2 separate regions of the Mus musculus genome follow, and region 1 is linked to region 2. The links are chromatin contacts, called in public Hi-C maps. All regions are on one chromosome and are shown on one strand. The core of a region is the stretch at or near the end of the contact, and the rest is flanking DNA. Distances in the headings are between cores, read along the strand shown. Region 1 has its middle 20 kb from the start of Gm34499. Region 2 has its middle 200 kb from the start of Gm34499.

The links. A called contact is a pair of places that touch in the nucleus more often than the background predicts.
Region 1: a contact with region 2 is called in a Hi-C map of uterus. The contact joins two enhancer-like sites. A contact is called at or near these places in 3 of 484 Hi-C or Micro-C datasets (liver, nephron progenitors and uterus) and 2 of 9 other capture datasets (embryonic tail and embryonic trunk).

What each region holds. Positions count from the first base shown.
Region 1 is chr14:46,238,710-46,242,661 of GRCm38.p6, forward strand. No RefSeq gene overlaps it. Among named protein-coding and RNA genes, the nearest start is that of Gm34499, 20 kb to the left of the region's middle. Within about 2 kb of position 1,507, at least 11 of the 459 cell types and tissues checked have an H3K27ac peak or open chromatin away from gene starts, as enhancers often do. A contact at or near this core is called in uterus, where this site is marked.
Region 2 is chr14:46,017,899-46,021,687 of GRCm38.p6, forward strand. No RefSeq gene overlaps it. Among named protein-coding and RNA genes, the nearest start is that of Gm34499, 200 kb to the right of the region's middle. Within about 2 kb of position 2,038, at least 21 of the 459 cell types and tissues checked have an H3K27ac peak or open chromatin away from gene starts, as enhancers often do. A contact at or near this core is called in uterus, where this site is marked.

The DNA.
Region 1 (3,952 bases), core at 257-2,756, 220 kb after region 2:
CAAATAATTCTAACTTGGAAGCCTACAAAAGTCAGCTGACACACAGTAATCGTGGACAGTTTTGCAGATTTGGGGATGTGGCATTTTAATATATGCATACAGTGTATGATGATCAGATAAAGGATGCTCCCATATGTACCATCTCAGGCATACCATTTCTTTATGCAAATTCTCAACTGATTGCCATCAGCCATATTTTCCCCAATGTTATAGAACATTTGAGATTATTCCTATCCAATTACATCTCTGCACCTACTTTACTTCCTCTGAGGACAGTGTGTGTGTGTGTGTGTGTGTGTGTGTGTGTGTGTGTGTGTGTGTGTGTGTGCGCGTTCTCTCTCTCTCTCTCCCTCCCTCCCCACTCCTTGCCTCCTTCCCTTCCTCCCCCCCCCCTTTAGGGTCACACATATGTCCACAGTACACAGTACAGGGTGGAGAACCACAGTAGATGTTGAACCTCAACTTCTACATCATATAAGACAGAATCCATTTGCTGTTTCCCAGCCTCAAGGTTCTCCTGTGCCCACCCAGTTCCTTGCTATAGAAGCACTGGAATAACAGGTGAAGCTACTAATCTCAGCTTCTCCTTTGGGTCTGGGAGGTTTAAAATTAGGTCCTCTCACTATAACAAGGTCTTTACCCACAAAGCAATCTGCCCAGCCATGGTAGTTGACTTTAAAAAAAAAGTCATCATTTATTTTGTTGTTATCCTTCAGTATTGTCAATTTTACATGTTCTGTGACCCATTAGCAAGACTTTCAATATTTGTCCTACATACATTCTAGAACACTGTGTGTTCCTACTTCTAATAAATTAGCATCTAAATGATATACAAATTGGAAGGTAAGGCTGAAATTAAAAGTCCTGTCTCCCACACTCAGATTAAAAACATGAACTATTGGTAAAGGCAATTCTCTCTAGAATGCTAGACTGAGCAGCTAGGGAGATAGCTTAAGTGATGGCAAAGGCTCAGCTGCTTCCTGAATGTCCCCAGATTCAAGACGTAAGTTCACGTGAGATTAGGCACATTCAAGCTGGTATGGCCACAGCCACAAATACAAGTTCAAATAAGATGACCTTGTTAGATGTGAATTCAAAAAAAATTTTATTACATATTAGATACAATGTTAAACATTTATATGAGACTAAACCAGTGAATTAAATACTATAAACATTTAACTCGCCAATATCCATTATATACACTGCATATTAGCCTGCCAAAGGCTTCCTAGGGACTATGTAATGAGAAAATGGCCTCCCATCTTGTACTTGGATGACCCTACATCAGGTATTCTCAGCAAGTTTGGCTGCAGACAGGGAAGGTAAGAAGGTTTGCATGAATAGACAGCTGGATAGGGGCTGGCCCAGGAAAAATGATGATAACACAATTTTTTATTATTTCTTTTTCTTTTTCCCACAGCAAGGTCACAAGTGTGTCCTGTATTAAGAAAGATTGGGACACGCTGGTCTGAGGACAAGAACTAATTCACTCTAGCTCATTTTGTTCTATTCCCGGAACAGCAAGTGCTTACTGGAGATTATTCATCGACAAATCGGAAGTGCCGTAGGGCTGTTTACTGCTGCATCTTTCTGATCTGTTACATAACACAAGAGGATAAAATCTGGAAAACACAGAAGGTCGAACGGTCACATGATAACATCATGTGAGATACATACCGAACCCTTTGCATGAGTGTCTCATGCCTGTTGTTAAAAGGCCATTTTTTCCTAGCTCCCAGGTTTCCTTTGGTTGAAAAATTGCAATGTATAGTCAGAGTTTGAACAGTTGCCAACTAAAATTCTTGCATCAGGCTCCATGGCTGTCTGTTCCACCAAGACAAATAAGACCGGCCCCAACCCCTCACTTGAGTGCATTGTTCACGGTGCTGAGCCGTGATTTTCCATATCTGACTGTCTTTGTGTTCACCCCAGGAGGAAGGGTGAGCCTGGTTTATTGAGTTCTTATTTCTCACAAAGCGGTAACATCTGGAGGGCTGAGCAGTTTGTTGGCAGGTCCAATCTGAAGGAATTCGACCACGGTTCCGATTGGCTCTTATCAGTAGGTGTCACTAAAGACAGTTTCAGAGACAGAAAAATAAATAGGCCAATTAAGTGATGCCAAGAACAGACTATTTTACAGTCATTTCTACTCTTTTTATTGTTCTTCCAACTGTAGAAGTTTCAAGATTGTAATTATTCCCTGCTTTTCCCCCCTCCCTGCTGCAAATGAACATTTTTCCATTTTCCAAATGCCTCCAAGAGAGGGACATTTAATTAATGTATTTATTTTGTGGTGCTTGATGTAGTGGGTTAGCAAAATGGGAACAGATGAGGGCTATTAATTCTAACACTTTATTGCAGTGAAGCTACAGCCAGCTGCTCTTCTGCAAACAGACTGATGGAGGCTCTGCCAGCTCCTTTCTCTGCAGCATGAAGTGCTTCATATCCGTACAGAACAAGGACAGCCACTCATGCATCCCACCTTGGCCATGCCTTTGTGTCCTTGGAAGTTACAGAGATAGGAACTGTTGCGGGGAATATTAAAAGAGAGCAAGTTCCCTTAATATACCCAGCTACTCTCAGCCCTGGTGGTCTCCCGGCCTATTCTTATCTTGTGGAGACTCTCTGGCCTGAAAATTCTCCACCCGGCTCACTAAGTTCCCACTGGCAGGTCGCTATGATGCCAGCCCCATGCTTTAAAACCCCCATGCCTTTGTGGTGAACATCTGGCAAATCCACAATTTGCCACCATACCTTCCCTCTTGAACTGAGTCAGATGACAGTATGAAGGAAAATGCCACACAAACTTAGTTCAGAAAGAATGGTAACTCAATCGCTGGGCGCAACAACTAGAATCCTAATCATGTAAGCCACATTAAATCTAAATCCTCCAGTGGGAATCTTGGTGGATTCGCCATATAAGCCGGGAGACACTAGTAGCTACATCTTGCCCTTTCACTATCCCCATCCAAAAAGCTCCTAACTCTCTCCTACTTCCTCTCTTCCTCCATCCAACCTGGACGTCCTGCCTACTCGCCCCATAATTGGTCCCCTTTAGTCTTTTGGGGGAAGGTTCACAAGAAGTCACCTGAGTGACTCAGTCCTCTTCCTGACAACCCCTCCTGGGAAAGCAGAATTAACATCAAAATACAGAGGTCACCAGGGCCATCCACAATAAGGAACTCTAGTGAAAGGCCACATATTTCTGAGATCAGAAGAGGTAACACTCAGGCTACCATGCTCACTGGTGACTGGCACCTTCCTCCTGCATAGACACAAGTCTAAGAGGGAAATTCAAGTTCATTTCTAAATCCAACCAACTGCAAACAACTTCTGGGAGTTACCTGAGAAAAACAAGTCAGGAGGTGGTCAAATAGATGGATTTTATTTATGAAATGGACTTCGAATAATACCAGGCCTGGATCTCAGTGCCAGTATATTGCTGGCCTGGAGGGGTACCCAGATAATGTTGGCAAGATAAATTAAGCAGCCGTCAGTTGAAGTGTTTTGTTTAGCTATGAATCTTTTCCTGAAGGGTCTTTCTTACATGTATTCTGAAGCCCTCACTTGCTGTGTAGGGAAGAATAAATGTGCTACATTTAGGTGGGTGCTGCATTGTTTGTGTGGGTGCTGTTTGAAATGAATGCACTGGAGTGAGTGCTTTGCACGGTCCTCTGATTTCAGGAACATCTGTATGTAGATTCTAAGGTTTGGGGACAAACCTAAGTGCTTTTTAATCCAAGATACTTACAATTCCAAAGATAAAGATACGCAAACAGCCAATATCAAGAGAAGCAGTGGACTAGTGCATACCTGTCCCATCATTTCTCTTAACCCCACAATGGCCATGTAATAGCAGTGACTTATGTTCCCATCTTATATGAGGAAATGTGGATCTAGCCTTGCTATTTGTTTGCAGCAATACAACTACTACAACGTTGTAGAGTCAAGT
Region 2 (3,789 bases), core at 788-3,287:
ATGCCACACTTGTTTGAAGTGACACCGGGAGATTAGTTATTTCTAGACTCTTTGCTTTGGTCTTTAATCTATGCAGAGCTGTTGAGCTTCCTCTTAAAACTGAGTAATGCCTGAGGGCTTTTGCTCTATGAACTGAAAAATAAGTGGACCATGGTCTTATCCCTCCCCTTCGCCCCTACCCCACTCCCTCCACATAAAGTGTTCTGCTGAGGTTTGGATTCTCAGAGAGGAGCAACAGGAGTACTACCCGAAACCCCGGAAAAGGCAAGTCCAGAGGTTAAATAAAAGTCCAGGCTTTGCCCTACAAGTGCCAGGGCCATGGAAGGAGAATTGAACTTCAGGACAGTGTGCCAGGTCGGGGTTCATACACAGAACCAGAGTTTTCTGTTGGGGCAAGAGGTATAGCTCCCAGTCGTCCACCTGAGCTGTAGCAAGCCTGAGACCCCTTCCACCTGCGAGCTTGAGTGGCCTTCCAGAACCTTAAGATGAATCGACTCATTTCAGGACTGGCCTGTTGATGAGGAAATTCTACCCACCCCAGAAGGTCTCCAGAGAATCCTCCCTGCTTCCTTGCTTTTCTATGTTCTCTGCATTGTTGACAGCGAGGCAGACACAAAATATATTTAGCCTGAAAGATAACACACAGTAACACCATAACAGTGCAGAGAGCGAGCGGGTGAGACCAGACAGGTGCAGTGCACGTCGAGCGAAACCAAAGCAGTAAGAAGCTCTTTGTTCTGGTATGGACTCCAGGAGGCAAACCTCTCCGTGGCCTCATTGAATCAGCCAACACCAACAGTGAACAGCTCGGGAGAACCCCAGGCTGCAGCTTCTTGGCCTGAGTCTGTACTCAGGCGTACCAGTTAGTCATAGAATAACTACTATACGGCCTTGAAGCTTTTACGCACCTGAAGAGGATTCACTTACCGCTTAGTGATGACTGAGAAGTAATTACCACTTGATTGTTAATAATTACCAATTGCAGGCCTATGTGATGACGGTGAACTAAAGGAAGCCTGCTTACAATTTCTTCTGGTCCTGTTGAGGGCTTCTTTCCAAACCACTATGGGAATAGAAACCATGGGGCCCATCCTTTTAGCTATTACCGAGGTTGAGAGAGGACCTATCTCCCTCTTTTTTTTAATCCTCGTTCTTGAAGTTGATGGCTCTGTTTTGAGAACCCCCAAATGGTCATTTTCCCTCCTGGTACTTGAAGATGGCTTTGACCCAACAGTTAACTATAGTGATTGTGCTGGCAAAGGTATTTGGCCTCCCATTCACCTAGCAGAGGGAGGGAAGGTGGGCCTGTATTACTCTCAGGGAGGTCAGGACCCCTGAGTTTTTCCATGTTAAACCTCAGGTTTTCCTCTTTTGTGTCTCTCCCCCTGCCTAGAGACTCAGCACGTCACTTTTCCTAGTGTACATTGTTTGTCTGAAAACACACCTGGAGAGCTGCCTGGTTTGGGAATGACTTAAATTACAAAAAAAGCACAGCTGTCTCTAACAGCTCTAGGAGTTCATGCAACGAGCCTACAATTTATTGAGCAGGATTAGATGCTTATTGCCTATGACACTTTAAATACCATTACATTGAAGTTTATACAAGAAAGTCCAAGTTTAAAACTGGGATCCTAGCAGTAACAGCTGGGCCATTTGTTTATGTGATGGGCAGGAAGGGGAGACTTCTGTAATCTTTGTGTTTGGCTTCAGGATTCTGCTTGGGTGGGGGCAGGCGAATGCAGCTCATTTCGGATTGTCAAGCTGCACTGAACACTGCCAGCTAATTCGTCCCTCATGCGAAGATCTCTGCCAAGCTTCCTCTTGTATCCTCTTGTTCCCTCACACCTGACAAAGCCATGCTTGAAATACTGTAGCCCACCTCAATGACAGCAAGGACTCTGTCGCTAGCGAGCTCACAGCTCTCTCCCCCAGGCGGCTCACATTCCGCATTTTGTTTCTAGCATGAAAGACTTTGTTTTAAATCATAATAGCAACCAGGCTGTAGTCACATTAGAGCGCACATGGAGAACTTGCACGAAGTCATGTGTTTTGGATTTGACATTCTGATTTATGGTTGTGTGCTCCAGTTACACAGCTGCGAGCTCATTTTCCGACAAAGATGTTTTCTATTTTTCTATTACTCTGCTTCACCCCGTCTTTATGTTAGGGAAAATGAAAGCCACCAGGTGAAGTCATAACAGAAGTACAAATGTTTTCGTGTTTGGGTTGGAGAGCGTAATAAATAGTGGATACCAGCATTCCAAACACAGCTTGTTATTTTTGAATAAAAGTATAAAGGGAGTTGCTTACTTAATGTAATCACAAGTTAAAGAGTAAAGAGATCCATGGGAATTTGTTTGTCCAACCCAGAATCATCCTACAAGCTTTCCATGCCCATCACCTGATACCAATTTCCCAGGGAGAAGATGGTAATACTCCATTTTAGATATGTAAGTGAACCCAGCTTCCTCTCCAGAATGCTTAATTCACTAAGCCCAAGAGGTTCAGCACTGGGGACTTGTAAAGGCAGCCTTTGCCAACCTGTAGAAATGAAGATGGTGAAGCAAAGATACCATCACACAGTGGCTGGAGGCAGACCTCAAACAATACCCCCAATTTCTTTGTCTGCCACCCAGTATGTTCCTAACATCTAAATGCACACTGAATGGCACTTTCCACGATCAACTCGATACTTCCCCAAAAGAACATTGTAAATGAGATTCCTATTAATGGTAAGAAAATCCATTCCACTGTTTGGAATATCCTCATTTCTAACCTGTTAGTTATTATTGTTGTTACATGTGGTGACAACTAAGCCCTACTTCTGGCTCTCCAGTACATATCACATGATAATCTACTTTGGTTTCATTCTTGAGGAATGTGACTAGCAAGAAATTAGAGCAGTCTTGTACAAGACAAGGTCTCTGGCTGAACCCGGGGCTCACTGACTGGCCAGGCTGGCTGGCCAGTGTTCTCTGTCATTGAACATGATATGGTGACAAAGTATAAGGAATCAATGACTAGTTTTTCTTTCCTTTTTCCTCTCCTCTTTCTTCCTTCCTCTCCCCCATGCTTCATATTCCTCCCCATTTCTTCTTTGTTTCAAGGTGAAAACCTGGGACATCTAGGAAAATTGACATCAAGACAGAGTGGAAGCCAGAGAGAAATTCCTTTGGCATGGACCAGACTATTGAATCAAGCTTCTGTTGATAAGTCTCACTTTAGTCAAGTCAACATTTTTTTTAATCCCATCTTGGGGTTATTCAGCATACAGCAGGCAGGGTAGAGAAGTAGAAAGGGAGACATTGCCCAGTGTGCCTATAATTCTTCAGACCATCCCTTAGGGACCCAAGTCTTTGTAGGATCTCCTTATTTCCCAATGAGGACATGGAGTGTCTGCCAGAGGCCATATAGGCACTCATACACCATATAAAAAGATGACAGTGGTACCATTGATTGTTGACTAGAGTTTGGAATAGAAAGACCATTTGGCAGATACTCTGAGAAGATGCTGAAAAATGTGTCTTTGACTGACAAGATAAACTAGGAGAAGGTAGTGCTGGCTAGTAATTTAAAATTCTCATTCTGACATTTTGTCAGGATACTTATGTAAAGAACTTTAGAATTTGTCTAGTTCTTTCCACTCAATATTTTTAAAAAAGCTTGATATTGAGTTTTTTTTCCTTTACTTATTTATGTGTGTGTACATGGGTATGCATGTGCACATGAAGACAGCTGAGGGAGTCTGTTATCTCTTTCTACCATGTTGGTGACAGTGGATATGAGCTG